3 separate regions of the Mus musculus genome follow, and all the other regions are linked to region 1. A link is a contact called in public Hi-C data. All regions are on one chromosome and are shown on one strand. Each heading gives the region's core, a stretch centred on a gene start, on an enhancer-like site or on the middle of the called end of the contact. The rest is flanking DNA. Distances are from core to core; before and after follow the strand shown.

Region 1 (5,091 bases), core at 889-3,388:
TTACTACTTACATAAAATTCAGATATAGTTTCTCAAAATAACCTTTCTGTAACTTAGAAAAGTCATCTCATTTAGTCACAAATATTTTTCAACAACAGCTATACTGTTACTTAAATTACAAAATGTGTATCGCTAATAAGTAGAGCGTGAACTCAGATCAAACAGTGTTACAATCATAGGCCTTTTGGCCCACTAGCTCAAAAAGTAGGCTCCCAGGGCTATAATAGACTGATACAACAAACCCACACTTTGGGAAATCAATAGATTTCTCTTAGTCTTTATGTCTTCTTCTTGATCAAGATTTTTTCACAATAAGCCTAAGCACTTAACTCTCTAACAGAAGAACACTATATAGATTATTATATTAATAATTTCAATATTCTAATCATTCAACTAAATGATGGTAAGATGTTCCCTCTGAATGTAGTTTTTAGTTTAAAATAACATTTTTGTATCATCTGCCTTAAACATATCTGTCATGCTAGCAAGATCTTCCTCTATAACTTTGAAAATGCATGAGTAATAAGTAGCCGAACTTTTTCATTTTTATCATTACCAAACCTTATGACACAAAGCTATGCAAGATTTTTTTCAAAACTCACAACAAAATGTCCATATTACTTTCAATTTCTAAAGAATGCAATTCAAACCCATGTACTCATCAGCTATTCCCCAATAAAACTTCAATACTAGCCATAAAAGATTTAAACAGTGCATATTACTTTTCAAAATTATAAAAAAATTAATTCTAGTGACAAATTTTTAAAAATCTAGGATACAACACTTTGAAAACTCAACACTATTCCTAAAACTGGAAATAAGTCATGATTAATATGCTAATAACATAGCCATCAGTACCATGTTCCTTTTTGGCTCAATGGGTAATTAGTCTTTTAAAAATGTGTATTTCGTTCTGGCTCATTGATTCCCAATGCCAAACATTAAGAAAATAGTCTAATGTCTGAGTTCCTGCCCCAGAATCCAAGTGATGGAAAGAAAGAACCAATTCCTACAAGGTGTCCTCTGACCATGATATGTGCATCAGGGCAGATGCACACACATATATACAGAAATGTAATCTAAAAAATAATCTGGCTACTACATATTTTTCCGCCTAAAAAGATATGTACCTCACTAACAAGAACAGAAATGTATTTTAAATTACTAACAATTGATAGAAATTTAATTTTAAATTAATGTTTTATTTTTATCATTCCTTTGTTACTTTTAACACTCATCTTAAATAGTTTAGCTTTATAGCCTATGAGAATACATACATTTTCTTTACCACATATATTTGCCAGCAGCATCAGTAATCACCATATACAATATTTAAGAAAGATCAATCCACCAAGAAATGTGCCCATGTTACAAACAGAAATAGCCCAGTGAGATAAAATATTAATAGAAAATGATCAGTACACACATATACATAAAAATATCAGCACAAGTGAGGACTAAGATTACCATGTCCACATACTCTACCATTATGCAAGCAATGGAATAGCTACAAATGTTTTGTGATATAATCCCCTTTAGTCTATGTGATCAGTAACATGAACTAATGAATGAAATGAAGAAATATCTGAGTGAATGAACACTGAAGTCAGTAAGTAACATAAAATAATTACAATTTAAAATACAAAGAAATGACTTGGATACAAACAAACTAGTTGAAATCAAACCTGGTTCACTGTGAAGATGCAGGGCTTTCTATCTGTAGAACAAAGAACCTCAACCCAAAGCAGACACAGCTACTAACAGTCCAGTTACCCAGACTTAAAATATATTATTTTTACGATGTAACCTCCTCGACACACACATACACGAAACAAAAGCAGAAACACAACAAAAAAGAAAAAAACTATGTTCTTAATGTTTGGCATTGGGAATCAATAAGCCAGAACCAAATACACATTTTTAAAAGACTAATTTACTCATATTCTATTTAAGAGCAACAAACAACCAGTTAAAAAAACTTAGGCTTTTAAAACAGCATCCTTATATAAAGCCATTGGGGAGGGGGGGGAACACCCCTGCCATACATATGAAGCAGTTTAAGCCAATACAACTGGCCAATCAAAATTAGTGAATGCACTGCATCTCTCTGCAGTGGGGAGAAGCGACAAGGTAGGCTGTCACTCTGCAAAAGCTGCTCGGAGCAGGCTTCCCTCTCCAGAGCAGTGCCCTTCCTTTTCAGAAAGCCTGGATCCGAATGCTGTCTCAGGAGACAAGAAGCCTTCAGTATGCTAAATTACTTTCATTACGCATTTTCAGATGCTTATTGACTCCACAGTAGGAAGAGTGAGAGGCTGCTGCAGCCGAAGCAGCACTACATATTCTATACATTAGCAGGGCTGCTGAAACAATGGCACAGTAGATACATTTCCATTAAGGTCGCTTGGAAGAGATTTTTATAACCCTTTTCCCCCAGCCCTTGTACTTTCAAATCAACAGAATGAATCAATCAAAACTGGAAATGCTTCAACTACATCAGGAACTCGTCAGCTCTTTAGCAGAGGTAAGATGTGTTCCTTATTATAGTATATAGGTGCTTTTGAAACAGCACAGTGGAATAAAATTACTTTGGAATTTTTAGCCTAAATTTTTAAGAGTTTGATTGTTTTCCTTCTACTTATTGGTAAATAGGTAATTTTTAAATTGGTTTCTTTTAACACATGATGTATTTTAATGTAATTTTTAGGGTGCACTGTTAAAAAAAACCATTCTGTTCTGTTCTCTACAATGAACTCCAAAAACAGCAGCTCTTAAGTCTCTTCGGATATACCAAATATTCTTAATGTCAATAATACAGCCTTTCTCAAGTGCTAAAAGAACATTCATATTTCTTATAAGAAGCTAGTTGACTCTCTGGCTGTTTTATGTTAAGATTATAATTAGGCATGCTTACTGAAAATTATTTAATATGCAGTTAAGATTTTTTTTTACTACCATTTACATTTCACCCACATGAGCAATTCATCAAAAGAAATTTATAGTGTCTTATCACAGAATCTGGTTTAATGAGTTAAAGTTCAAGCTATGTGCTAATAATTAAACAAGCTGCAATATTTCCCAGCATGCGGGAAATGTTAAATTTATTACCCAGGGGGACGTGGTAGTATGTTTACTGAATACTAACTGTTCATAATCTCTGAACATTCAAAATCGCTTCTAAGAGAGAAGAGGAATATTTCAGAATTACAGTTTTTCTCATGTTTATATTTCAATGCTAATTCTGCGGCTCAATCAGGTAACATAGTATTATTTCTATTTTGAAAAGGAGATTTTATTTGAAGAAGCTTCATTTTATGACTATAGCTATGCCTACAGCAATACAGTTTGCTTATTTTGAGAACAAATGCTACATGGATTAATTTCTCTAACCAAAGTAACTTGTGATTAATTCAAAATTATTAGGATACCTAGTCCTTAATCATTTTTTGCCTTTTTCACAAGGGCCCACACCTAATTCAGTATACACAACTGACAATTTGAAGACTGCAACTGACTGAGAGGCTCGCTAGCCTCTGAACCACAGACTACCAGATATTCTTGTAACACATGATTTTAAGACACTAAGGAGTTAAAGCCTCAGATTAGCTGTGCTGGAACGGAACAAGCTGACAGCATCCCAAGACGATGCTACATAGACTAACCACGAAAAGAAAAAAATAGAACTGTAAAAGCCTGAAGACCAACTGGTGAGCGTTTTAAAAGGAAGATCTCACACTTTAATATAGCAGAATTATGGACACTATTGATTGTGCAAGAAACAGTGAAGCAAAAACTTCAAAAAGGAGAATGTCATGATGTGCCAGCAAGCAAAACAAAGCTTTAGCAAAGGTTTTTCTGCACTATTTAGATATTCATATCAATTGGTATGACTAATAGAGTTTTCCATCTGAGCTTTATGACCAATTATGCATCCTCTTCTAATGAGAACAAACCGAATTAAATAGCAGATGGTTTTTATCAAAAGAGCGTGTACTGGATTTATAATATAAAGCAAATTATGTGATCAAGAAATCATTTCCAAACAATGAGACCTGCTGCAGACAGAGCCTGAAAACAAATGGATATCTAAATGCATTTTAGAAGCTAGAGACGGGATGTTTCCTTTTCTATTTTCACATATTCTGGAAAATAAAGAGATACAATCTTTTATTTCTTCAAAAAGAAAATGCAATTTCTATCATTTGATGAAGTTTCATTTGCCTGAAAATTATGTGCTGTTCTTTAGATATCCATTAGCCAACTAAATCTCATCATACAACTCAAGTACTCAAATAGCAAATGAATGAATTCCTACAAAACATGAAATAAAACACAGCTACTCCACTGTTACCAGGAAAAAAAAATTCATGTCAGAATTGTCAATGACATCATGTATCAATTTGTGGAAAACTACCATGGTGAGCCCAAAGGCCCATAAAGCAACAGTAAACAGGTAGGTCAGAGGATGCATGGAGCCCCACAGAAGAAAATGCATGTTTTCTATCATTGCTGTTGTACTTGACAAGTGTGCTTTATTTAATTATAAATGTGATGTGACAAAACAAAGACCTGATGTTCAGTCTTCCAGTTCAGAAAATTTAGTTCTCTTAGAATTGCCCATTTTCACAGGATTTCAGTAAGCTGAGCCATTTTATATAAATATGTGCCTGGTAATACCCATTAAAATGAAATTACTGTCATATGTTTCTGAAATATGAATAACATGCATAAGGTTGTCAAAGGTAACATCAATTTAAATGTCATTGTGAATTTTGAAAACCATTAATTTTTATACTTCAAAATGAAGTATTTTGCTGTTAAAATGTTATACCTGAAATGTGAAATATACTTGGATGTATGAATTCATATGTTAAGCTGAGTAACCTCATTGCAGACATTTCAGGCCAGAAAATCAGATATCATTTTTATAAATGACTAAACTCCTAAAATATATATTTGCATGAATTAGTCAAACCTGTTTATTTCAGAACTTTTTTTCAAAATTATTCACTGGCTGATGTGAACAAAATATTTCACAAGTAATGTATAACTTAAAAGCTTCCTCAAAAATGGACTTCAGAATATTTTTTAGAA
Region 2 (5,091 bases), core at 1,256-3,755, 60 kb before region 1:
AAGTACAGATAACAAAAGTAAAAGGACAACAGAATTACATCAAACCGTGACACCTCTGTGCAGCAAGGGAGTGACAGAGTTAAGAGACAACCAGGAGGCAGGGAGGGGAAAACAAACAAGTTGGTCATCAGCATCTAGACTATATAAGCAATTCAAAAAGCCAAGCACCAAAACTACCAAATAATCCACTTAAAAACATGCTACCCCTAAGCAGATAGTCCTTAAAGGAAGAGATGCACGTGGCCAAACATATGAAAGAATGCTTAGCCTCTTCATCATATCATCTTATAATCGCAAACAAAAGCACTTCAAACCCATAATGCAACATCATCTCACCCGTTATGATGGTCATCATCAAAAGTAAAAATAAATGCTGGTGACGGTATGAAGGAAGGGAGCTTATGCAATGCTGGTGGGAGGATAACTGGGTGCAGTCATTAAGAAGACAGGACAAAACTAGAAACGGCTAGTGAGACGGTTCAGTGATCAAAGTCCCTGCTGCACGGGCCTGAGAACCTGAGTTTAGTTCACAGGCTCACATAAAAGGCAGGTGTGGTGGGGCACCTATAATCCCAGCACTACTTAGAGACAGAAGGAGCCCCGGAGGTCGTTGGCAAGTCAGCCTCGCTGAATCTGCAAGCACCATGTTCAGTAAGAGATTGGCTCTTGAAAACAATGTGAAGAACTGTCAAGGAAGACACCTGACTTGGCCTCAATGTGTACACACATGCATCTAGACACATGGGGTTTTTGTTTGTTTTTTTGTTTTTTGGGTTTTTGGTTTTTGGTTTTCAAGACAGGGTTTCTCTGTGCGCCCTGGCTGTCCTGGAACTCACTCTGTAGACCAGGCTGGCCTCGAACTCAGAAATCCACCTGCCTCTGCCTCCCAAGTGCTGGGATTAAAGGTGTGCGCCACCACGCCCGGCTTATACACATGTATTAACACACAAATATACATATATATCAGAAAAGTAAAATCAAAGTCAGGCTTAGTGGTACACCCAGTAATCTCAGGACTCAGGAGACTGGAACTTATCTGAGCTACACAAAGTGACTTCAAGGCTAGCCAGAACTTTAGAGATGGACTGTTTCTCAAAAGAAATCAAACTTGTAAGCTAGAAAGACATGCAGTGTTAACAGTACTGGCTATATTACATTGAAGACCTAGTTTATATCCAGGCATCCAAGAAAAAAGCTAGGCACAGCCATCCACACCCACGCCTATGAAGGGTGAAGGCAGGTAGAGTGCTGAAGCCTGGGGCCAGAAGCACAGGGCCATGGACAGTGAGGCCAGGCTCTAAAACTAAGGAGGAGAGAGTAACAAGGCGGGATACCTAGCAAACACAACTCTTCTTGAAAGAGCAATAGAAAGCAAAAAAAATCCTTAAAAAAGAACTACTCTATCATCTAGTGATTTCACTCCCACATATGCATTCAATGAGATAAAATCACTATAAATACAAAATTATGTGCAAATTTTATTTATTACTAGTCACAATAACAACAGTATTGAAAACAATTTAGGCACCTACCAGTAGACAAGTGAATAAACCGTGGCACATATAACACAAACCTACTCAGCCGTCAAGCGGATAGAGCACCATTGGCAGTGTTTAACCAAGCAAACACTGAAGGCAGACTCTACATGCACAGGCTCACTCATTCGTGTGAGCTGAAAAGTCCACTCTCAGAACCTAAGGGAATAGTGGTCACCAAAACTAGGAATCAAAGGAGAAAGATGGTCACAAATAATGTTTAAAAGGACATCACAATATGTTCATCAGGTCCCATGTAAGAGAGGAGAACATGTTTTAAAGTTGCCTGCTGAAGTATATTGTTTCTATGTTTAGTATATATGCTACTGTGTTTAACACTTCCAGCAATTTATTTTAAGAGCTTAAGAAACTGGTTAACTCTGAGAATTTATTCAAGACAAATACCAGACTTTTCAGTCACAAAGTAAGCAGAGAGCCTGAGTGCACACTGTGAGCCCTGCAATTGTTCTCTGATGGCCTATAGTCCTACACAGTTGTGTTCAGAACCCTGACTGGGGGGCACTCTTACAGGACTGTTGTTTGAAAACTGATACCCACCAGGACCCCAGACTTAACCAAGGAGGTTCCTGCCTTGGGGATACAGGGCAAGTGTGAGGCTGTTCAGTTGTGGTCTCTAGGACCAGGTCCTAGGCCCTGAAAGAACTGAGTACAGATGATGACCTCTGAAGACACAAACATTATCTTCCTTCACCCTCCCAGAGCCTCCACCAGCCCTGTGCTTGTTTGCTGGGAAAGCTTGTAATTCACAAGTTAAACCCATCTTGCTAATTAAAATGTCATCGTTTCCCTGTGGGGGCCGGGTATCTATGGTGATGCAGGAACTCATCCAGATCAAAATCTCCATCACCTATTTTTGAAAGCTAGTTTTAAAGCTTGAAGTAATGGAGCCTGCTGAAATACTATTTTCTCTCTGAGGGTCAACAGCAGAGAATAAAAGATTGAAGATGGCTGGCAGATCTTCCCCACATCTGAGACGGAGACTTCTATGCAGTTTTGCCCTAATACTGAGATCTATCACACACCACCGCACAGAAAGCATGCCAGTCCTTCCCAAGTTTTTGTCAAGTATCAGTAATACCACTATAAATCACTTGCATATAGAATTACGTCTTTACTGTAAGGCTTATTCATGTGAAATAAAACTGCTGACTTTGGAAGTTTACTTACATATGTTTATGGGGTTTTTTTATACACAGAGAGACATAACAGTTTCTATGTACCTACAAGATTTATGATTTTGAAAATAGAAATGGTATGGTAATGATTTAGTAAGCTAGCAGGCTATATCAACCTAAACATGGATAATGTACAATTGACTAAAGAAAAACAAAAAGAAAGATCAAATTGTTTATGTACATTTTCTAAAAAAATAAGTTTTAAAAGAAAATATAACATGGTCCCAGACCGTATGAGGACCCTAGACCTTAGCACAACTGACTCCACAATTGAAGTGCCATTCAGGCTGTAACACTAAGCACAAAGGTAACACCATCTGTCAAAAATGACAATAAAGACCTAACCCATTATCCTAAAAGGAAGGTAGGCTAGATGCCAGGTAAGGTCACTGAAATGGTCACCTGCATTGTTTCAAGTATACACTGCAATGATCTTGAAACTACGAATAGTAAAAACCAGTCATGGAGTGCTTGCTTCTTTTGCAGATCACCCTAGTTTGGATCTCAGAATCCATGTTAAACAATTATCAACCACGTGTAACTCTAGCTCCAGGGAATTAAACAACCTCTCCTGCCCCATGTCCCATGACCTAAATGTATGCATGTGTGTGAGTGAGCGTGTGTGCGTGCACACTCGTACACACCCCCCACACCCCAGAGTCATCACACTCATCTTTTCCTGCATTTTGTAGCCGTTACAGGTATGCTGTTCACATATGAAACTTGACAATCACCTAATACCAGAAGTAATGTAAAGAGCCAAATCCTAAGTGATTGACACGTCATAGGTTATGCTACCTCCATCATAAATACTGCCTTCTGCTGCTGTATCAGGGGCCACAGCCTTAGACAGTCTGCAGTTAAATTAGCTTGGCAGTGCTCCAGTAAAATGTATGTACAAAAGCACACGGTGAACCACAATTCTCCCATCAGTTACTCTGAATGATCGTCCTCTCAGCTTTTACTCTCTGCTTTCTATCACCGTCTGGACTTCCTTTAATATCCATGCTGCCTGCTGTCAGCATGCTCTCATCAGCTCCACTTAGCACCCAGAATTTTCCAATGGTCTTGCTTCTAAGAAATCCTGTATCCTCCCTCCATATGATTTTATCATTTTTCCCTATCTCCAGGTTAAGCTTAGTATGATAGCCTTTGGTTCCCTGCACACACCAGATTTATTTGGTCTGCATTTAATTCTTAGTAGTCCTTTTTCAGTACGTTTGGTGTTCTAAGTCATCTGCTTTTTTTGTTGTTGTTTTGTGTTTATTCTGTAATCTCTAGTGTTTCTCTTGACCACTCACTAGGAAGACATATCTGATTCTTCGACCAGTGTTTAGGACCTCTGTTTTAGGGTTACAGCCACACACTTAAGCAAATTAAAAAAGAAAAAGAAAAGAAAACAGTGGTTGGAGAGACAACTCAGTGAATCAGAGAACTGGCTGCTCTTCTAAAGGAGCCACAGTTGATGGTCAGAACCTACATGGCAGTTCACAATCATCTGTAACTCCAGTTTCAGGGGATCTGCACCTTCTTCTGACATCCAAGGCAATGAATGTGGTATACAGACATATATACAGGCAAAATACCCAAAAATCATAAAATAAAATTAAAAAAAAATTTTTTTAAATGAGCTTAAGAGATAGCTTAGTGGCTAAAAGCATGTACACTACAACTTGGGAGGGTCCTGAGTTCAACTCCTGTCACCCATATCAAGTAGCTCAACACTACAAGTAACTCCAGCCCTAGGTGCTCTGATGCCCATTTCTTACCTGCTCTCATATGTGTATGCTCCTACACATACTGTATTAGTCAGGGCTCTCTAGAGTAGCAGACTATATAGAAAGACTCTCTCTCTACTTATAGAAAGGAGATTTATCAGAATAACTTGTGAGCTGTGGCCCAGCTAATCCAAAAGTGGCTGGTTGAGAACAGAAAGTCCAAAAATCTAGTAGTTGCTCACTCCTCAGGGTTGGATGTCTCTGCTGGTCTTCCATATATGCTGGAATCCTAAAGAAGTAGGCTCTCCTGCCAGTGGAGGGATAGACTTGCTAAGGAGGTAAGAGGAAACAGACAAAGAGCAAAAGCTTCCTTCTTCCATGTCTTTACATAGCTGCCAGCAGAAGCTATGACCCAAATTAAAGACACGTCTTCCTCTCTCAAAGATCTGACTTAGAAGTGAATCTTTCTACTTCAAATTAAGCAAAAATTGTCTCATAGGTGTGCCGTACATTTTTGGAGTCTTAGTTAATTCCATATGTAGTGAAGTTAACACACAGAGTAACATTCACAAAGGCAAAATGCATTTAAAAGTAATTTTAAAAATTAAAAAGAAAAACCTAGTGCTCTTGATTAAAATACAT
Region 3 (5,091 bases), core at 1,546-4,045, 43 kb before region 1:
TTCAACTTGCCAATTAATAGAATACCAAGTACATTTTCACTTAATCAAAATTTTGGCTTTAATCTTATTAAAACATATCTTAGCATTAAGTATAACTACAGCACACTTCAGTTAGGTTACAACATACCAACCAGGTCAAATTATATTAAAGCATCTAATACAATACAGCACAATGTGATGACTGAATACTATGGACATATAATGACTGCCCTTCACACATTATACTTCACCACAGTGAGTTCTTTTTCTTTTCTGTTTCCTCACCCCCAACTCCCAAGGCAGGGTTTCTCTTTGTAACAGCCCTAGCTATCCTAGAACTCTGCAGACCAGGCTGGTTTGAAACTCAGAGACCTGCTCTGCTTGCTGAGTGCTGGGATGAAAGGCATGTGCTGCCAAGCTTGGACACAGTGTGTTCTTTTTGGAGATGTAGATCCAAAAGTGCATAATAAGGCTTACCACAACAAATGATTACTGGAAATACCTTCAAATCATTTGAACTTAAGTGTGTCCGAAACTTACTAGGTAATTACAGACAAATGATACACTCGTTTAGCTTTAAAGAGTTTTGGATGCAAACTGGCAACAATACATAATTCATGCCTTAAATGCTCTGTGGACTACCATCAGAATCAAAACATAGGAGTGAAAGTCAAACTATGTCACATACCGTTCTGTTCGGCGGAGTTAGTATAAACTGCAATACTCAGGGAATCAAAACAAAATCTCTCCTTTGTTTACTTGACAGGTGCTGAATGTGTATCCCAGAGTCTTCCACACACATTCCTAAGCATCTATCATTGAGCTACATCCATAGTCCTAAAAGTTTTCACTTAAATTTTAATTTTCTGAGAATTTTGAAGAAAAGCTTTAGGTTCAAAAGACAGACAATATTACTTCTCCAATTTGTTATCTAAAAATATAAGCATAAAAATCCTACCACGGAACGAATTTAGCCAAGTTAGGATAATGATAGCAGTAAATGCTAACATTCTAAATTTAGTAAGGAAGTAAACAGCTAAACACTTATGAAATGTCAGATTTTATAACTGTAGGTTGAGAGTGCAGGGAAACCAGAGAACTGGACCACTCCATGAGTAAAAAGAACTCAGGCTTGGGGTTAAACTGCTGAGCTGTCTGTGGGGTGGAGGTTAAAGTGGTAGAAACGGGAGCAGATTCTCTGACTTGAGGATGGAGTCTTTGAGCTGATACAGCACGGTCACAGGGGGCTACTTCTAGATATAACAGAAATAGGCAGCACTGCTAACACTCTGACTACTAGGCAGTACTAAATGAAACAGAATTTACACCAGTACATGCTGAATTTCCTCCACTGGCATAATATACAAGATTAAGTTGATCTACTTGAGTTTAATGTATTTTTAGCATCTCCTTAGAAGGGAAATTTGATGAAATGAGTGCTATTACTGGGAATCTACCTTTATTTAAATTGTGAAGATTAATAAATTACAAAAAAAAATCCAACCAAAGCCCAGACACACATATTAAGAGCATAAATAGTAATAATGAACATAAAGGCTTTATTTTAAATAATATCCAGTTTGCTAAATATTTTAAGGTACTAAGAAATGAATTCTGCCTTCTTCCACCATTGTCAGGTTTCAAGGATTGCTGCTTGTGTTTTCTCACTGGTTCCCTAATTTCTTTGTATTCTTTAGCTTTCAATCTGAAGTAGAATTCAAGAAAAAAATATAAAGGTAAGGTAAGTGGACTAAAAAAACCCTATACTTTCAATCAGTGATTTTGTAACTGTTGGTAAATAATATTAAAAAGGAAAAAGTGAATATAACTGGGTATAAAGTATTTATTACAATGTTAATTATGAAATTTACATACATATGCACCATGTACAAGTGAAATGTACATGCATATTTGCAAATACATATGTGAACATTTTAAAGTAAAAGCAATTTGGAGTTATCATAAAAATGTTCCAAACAAGTATCTTTATGGCCAAAATATTGCATTTGGATATATTTAACATGTGCTTGTGTGTGAGTATATTAGTGAACACGTACAGAAATGCTCCTGTAGCATTATTGAGAACAAAACTGAAAGCCTACACCATCAACATAACAAATACATAAAAGCATAATATCGCCATTTAAAAACAGTACTATGGACAAAACATTTGCTTAAAAATAAAACATTCCTTATAGGGCCTTAAATAAAGATTTCAAAGAATACATACATCAAGGATTGGTTGAGAGTCTGCACAAGTTAACAATATATTATTTGACACGTGAGCATCTCAAAAGAAACAGATGGATAACATAATGTGTTTCTAGTAAGACATTCATAAATTTGGTAGGCAGTTTTAAATGTTACACATTCAAAAACATAAAAAAGTGTTTTGGCATTTTAATACTTTTCCTTTAAGTATTATAACTTTATTAGATAAGTACACTCAAGTTATTAGAACTTAATTTCAAATGTTCAAAAACCAAAGGCTGAATCCATTCAGCCAAGACGTAGATAAGAGCAGCACACCTAGAGGAAGGTGTGCAGGCCCAGCTGGCATCCTCCGAGTCCCTCACACTGTAGAAGGGGAGTCTATCTTCCAAAGGAAGGTGCAATGCAAAGGGTATTAACTGCCAACAAGATAAAGCCTTTATAAATACCAAGCTCATCAAGAAATGTTCTGAGGTCTCAGAACTAGTTTAAAAAAGAAAATAAAAAAGAAATTACATAACACCATGATACAGAGGCAAGCACTGAGAAGAGAATAGGGGGATTTGCACGGGTATGACTGAATCCCCAACACTCTCAACCAGCACCAAAATAGCACAGAGCCTCCCCTGGGTGTTTATGTGAGAAAAAAGCAGAGGAATAAAAACTGACACAGAGACTGGGCAGCTGGCTATAGTCACCAATCAACAAAAGTCGCTTCCTCCCACACATTTACTTTTCAAAGAGCATCATTCAAATGCATGCCTCAGAAAAAGCACAAGCAATCTTCAGATGATCTGAAATACATACAATATATGTATTTCTCTTCTACAGTGAACCTCTTTTAAAAAACAAAACAAACAAAACAAACAAAAAACCCATACCTGTCTAGTCAGGATTTCTATTGCTGCAGCAAAACACCATGACAAAAATTAAAAAAAAAAAAAAAAAACCAAGCTGGGGAGGAAAGGGTTTTATTCAGCTTACACTTCCTCCTTGCTGTTTATCATCAAAGGAAGTCAGACAGGAACTCAAACAGTACAAGAACCTGAAAGCATGAGCTGATGCAGAGGCTATGGAGGGGTGCTATTTACTGGTTTGCTTCTCATGGCTTACTTAGTCTGCTTTCTTACAGAACTACCAGCCCAGGGATGGCACCACCCACAATGAGCTGGGCCATCCCCCACTGATTGAAGCTGGATCTCACACAGGCATTTCCTAATTGAGGCTTCTTCCTCTCTGATGACTCTTGTTTGTGTCAATTTAACACACAAAACCAACCAATACCTGTGTGTTATTTTGTTGTTTATTTACAGCTACACATATTTACTTTTGATGGTGGTTTTAGTTGAAGACTGAACCTAAAGACTCAGCATGCATTTCACCACTGAACTATGTCTCCATTTTCATACATAAAATGTTAAGGATCTAGAATTGCTTCTGTCAAAAAGTTACAAAGATGAAATTGTTTGTTTCACAGAGGATGTACCAAAGCAAAACCCATTCAAAGAAGCATTTTAAGCTATTTGATATAAATTATCAAACAACTTACACTTTGACAAATTACCTAAGTAGCCTAAAACAAACAAACAAACAAACAAACAAACAAAAAACCAACCCAACCTATCATACTGAACTAGGAATTAGAATATCTGGACTGTGATACCAGTTGACTACATGACCATAGGAAACTCATTACCCTTTCTGAGACTCTAAGGTAAAGAATAAATCACCTATGTTCATAAGATGGCTTGATGGCTATTGAGATATATGAAGTATACTTCCTAACTCTAAAAACTGCATCGGTGCTGGGGAGATAACTCAGAGGGTGAAGCACCTACACAGGCACGGGGACCTGAATTCAAATCCTTCAGACCTTGTACGTAAAGCTGAAGCCAGGAGCACACATCTGTAACCCCAACACTCTTTCACAGGGAGACAGGAAACAGAGACAGCCGGATCCCCAGAAATTCACAGCTCAACTAGATTGTAAAGGAATTTTCTTTAAAAAAAAAAAAAAAAAAAGATACTGTCTCAAACAAGTTGGAAAGTAAGGGCCAACAACCAAGGTTATCCTGTGACCCTCCATATACATACATCATTGATATGAACAAAGATTTAAAAAATACACCAAAGCAAAATATTATTTTAAAATAGGGTGTTAGTTGCTACCTCTTGGCCTTCTAATGAAATTTAGGAGAAATGGGATGCTGGAGAAGGGCTTCAGGTTAAATTTTGTACTTTTCCAGTTAATTCTTAATTGATATGACCACATAAACTATGCATAGAATAGCCTGAGGCTTAGTAAACCCTCTCTGAATCATCATATTTCAAGTCTAAAACACTTCTCAGGGAATGTTTGATCTCCCCGTTCTTCAAAGCTTTAGAGAAACGTAGCATTGAAAGCCTATTCTTTTCTCTCTGTCTCACCCAGGGTGAAGGATAAATCCTTTCCATTAAAATGGGTGATAGCTTTCTTTCCTGCATCTTACCATATCTGCTCTTGGCTAGCACCTACTCCATATATGTCATGCAAAGGAAGCCAGAGCCAACAGAAATACACTGTATCACCATCTGTTCTCTGAACAGACTTTCTCCTTTTTTCCTGATTTTCTAATAACCATGTTACTCATGTGACATAATTTAAAAACATGGACTTATATAAAAATCTTTTTCCCTTTTTAGCAACTTTATTTGGTGGTTCTACCAGCCATGCCAGAAAGAGCAGCCACGATCTCTCCTTTCAAGCACTAGAAAAAAAATCAACCAAAAAAAAAAAAAAATAGTATAAAACAACGAGCATAGTGCTCATTGAAGGTATTAGCACATGCCCATAGCCTGAGTATGGAAGTGGCTGAGATAGAGGGAAATGAGTCCAAGGTCAACCTGGACCCCAGTGGGGAT

What was found. Hi-C and Micro-C count contacts between places; a contact is called where the count stands out from the background.
Region 2: a Hi-C map of cortical neurons shows a contact between it and region 1, with 2.3 times the contacts expected there. The contact joins the enhancer-like site here to the promoter of Gpr22 in region 1. A contact is called at or near these places in 1 of 39 promoter capture datasets (hippocampal neurons), 3 of 484 Hi-C or Micro-C datasets (cerebral cortex, cortical neurons and nephron progenitors), 1 of 115 datasets of contacts at active chromatin or transcription factors (embryonic stem cells) and 1 of 9 other capture datasets (liver).
Region 3: a Hi-C map of cortical neurons shows a contact between it and region 1, with 2.1 times the contacts expected there. The contact joins the enhancer-like site here to the promoter of Gpr22 in region 1. A contact is called at or near these places in 1 of 39 promoter capture datasets (macrophages), 2 of 484 Hi-C or Micro-C datasets (cortical neurons and nephron progenitors), 3 of 115 datasets of contacts at active chromatin or transcription factors (embryonic stem cells and neural progenitor cells) and 3 of 9 other capture datasets (adipose tissue, liver and pancreatic islet).

What each region holds. Positions count from the first base shown.
Region 1 is chr12:31,710,930-31,716,020 of GRCm38.p6, reverse strand. Gpr22 (G protein-coupled receptor 22) reads left to right here and starts at 2,138. Exons shown (of 3, transcript NM_175191.5): 1 at 2,138-2,521; 2 at 3,460-4,450. The region is part of intron 6 of Cog5 (component of oligomeric golgi complex 5); the gene reads right to left.
Region 2 is chr12:31,771,060-31,776,150 of GRCm38.p6, reverse strand. The region is part of intron 7 of Cog5 (component of oligomeric golgi complex 5); the gene reads right to left. Among named protein-coding and RNA genes, the nearest start is that of Gpr22, 60 kb to the right of the region's middle. Within about 2 kb of position 2,505, at least 15 of the 459 cell types and tissues checked have an H3K27ac peak or open chromatin away from gene starts, as enhancers often do. A contact at or near this core is called in cortical neurons and hippocampal neurons, where this site is marked.
Region 3 is chr12:31,754,290-31,759,380 of GRCm38.p6, reverse strand. The region is part of intron 6 of Cog5 (component of oligomeric golgi complex 5); the gene reads right to left. Among named protein-coding and RNA genes, the nearest start is that of Gpr22, 43 kb to the right of the region's middle. Within about 2 kb of position 2,795, at least 27 of the 459 cell types and tissues checked have an H3K27ac peak or open chromatin away from gene starts, as enhancers often do. A contact at or near this core is called in cortical neurons, where this site is marked.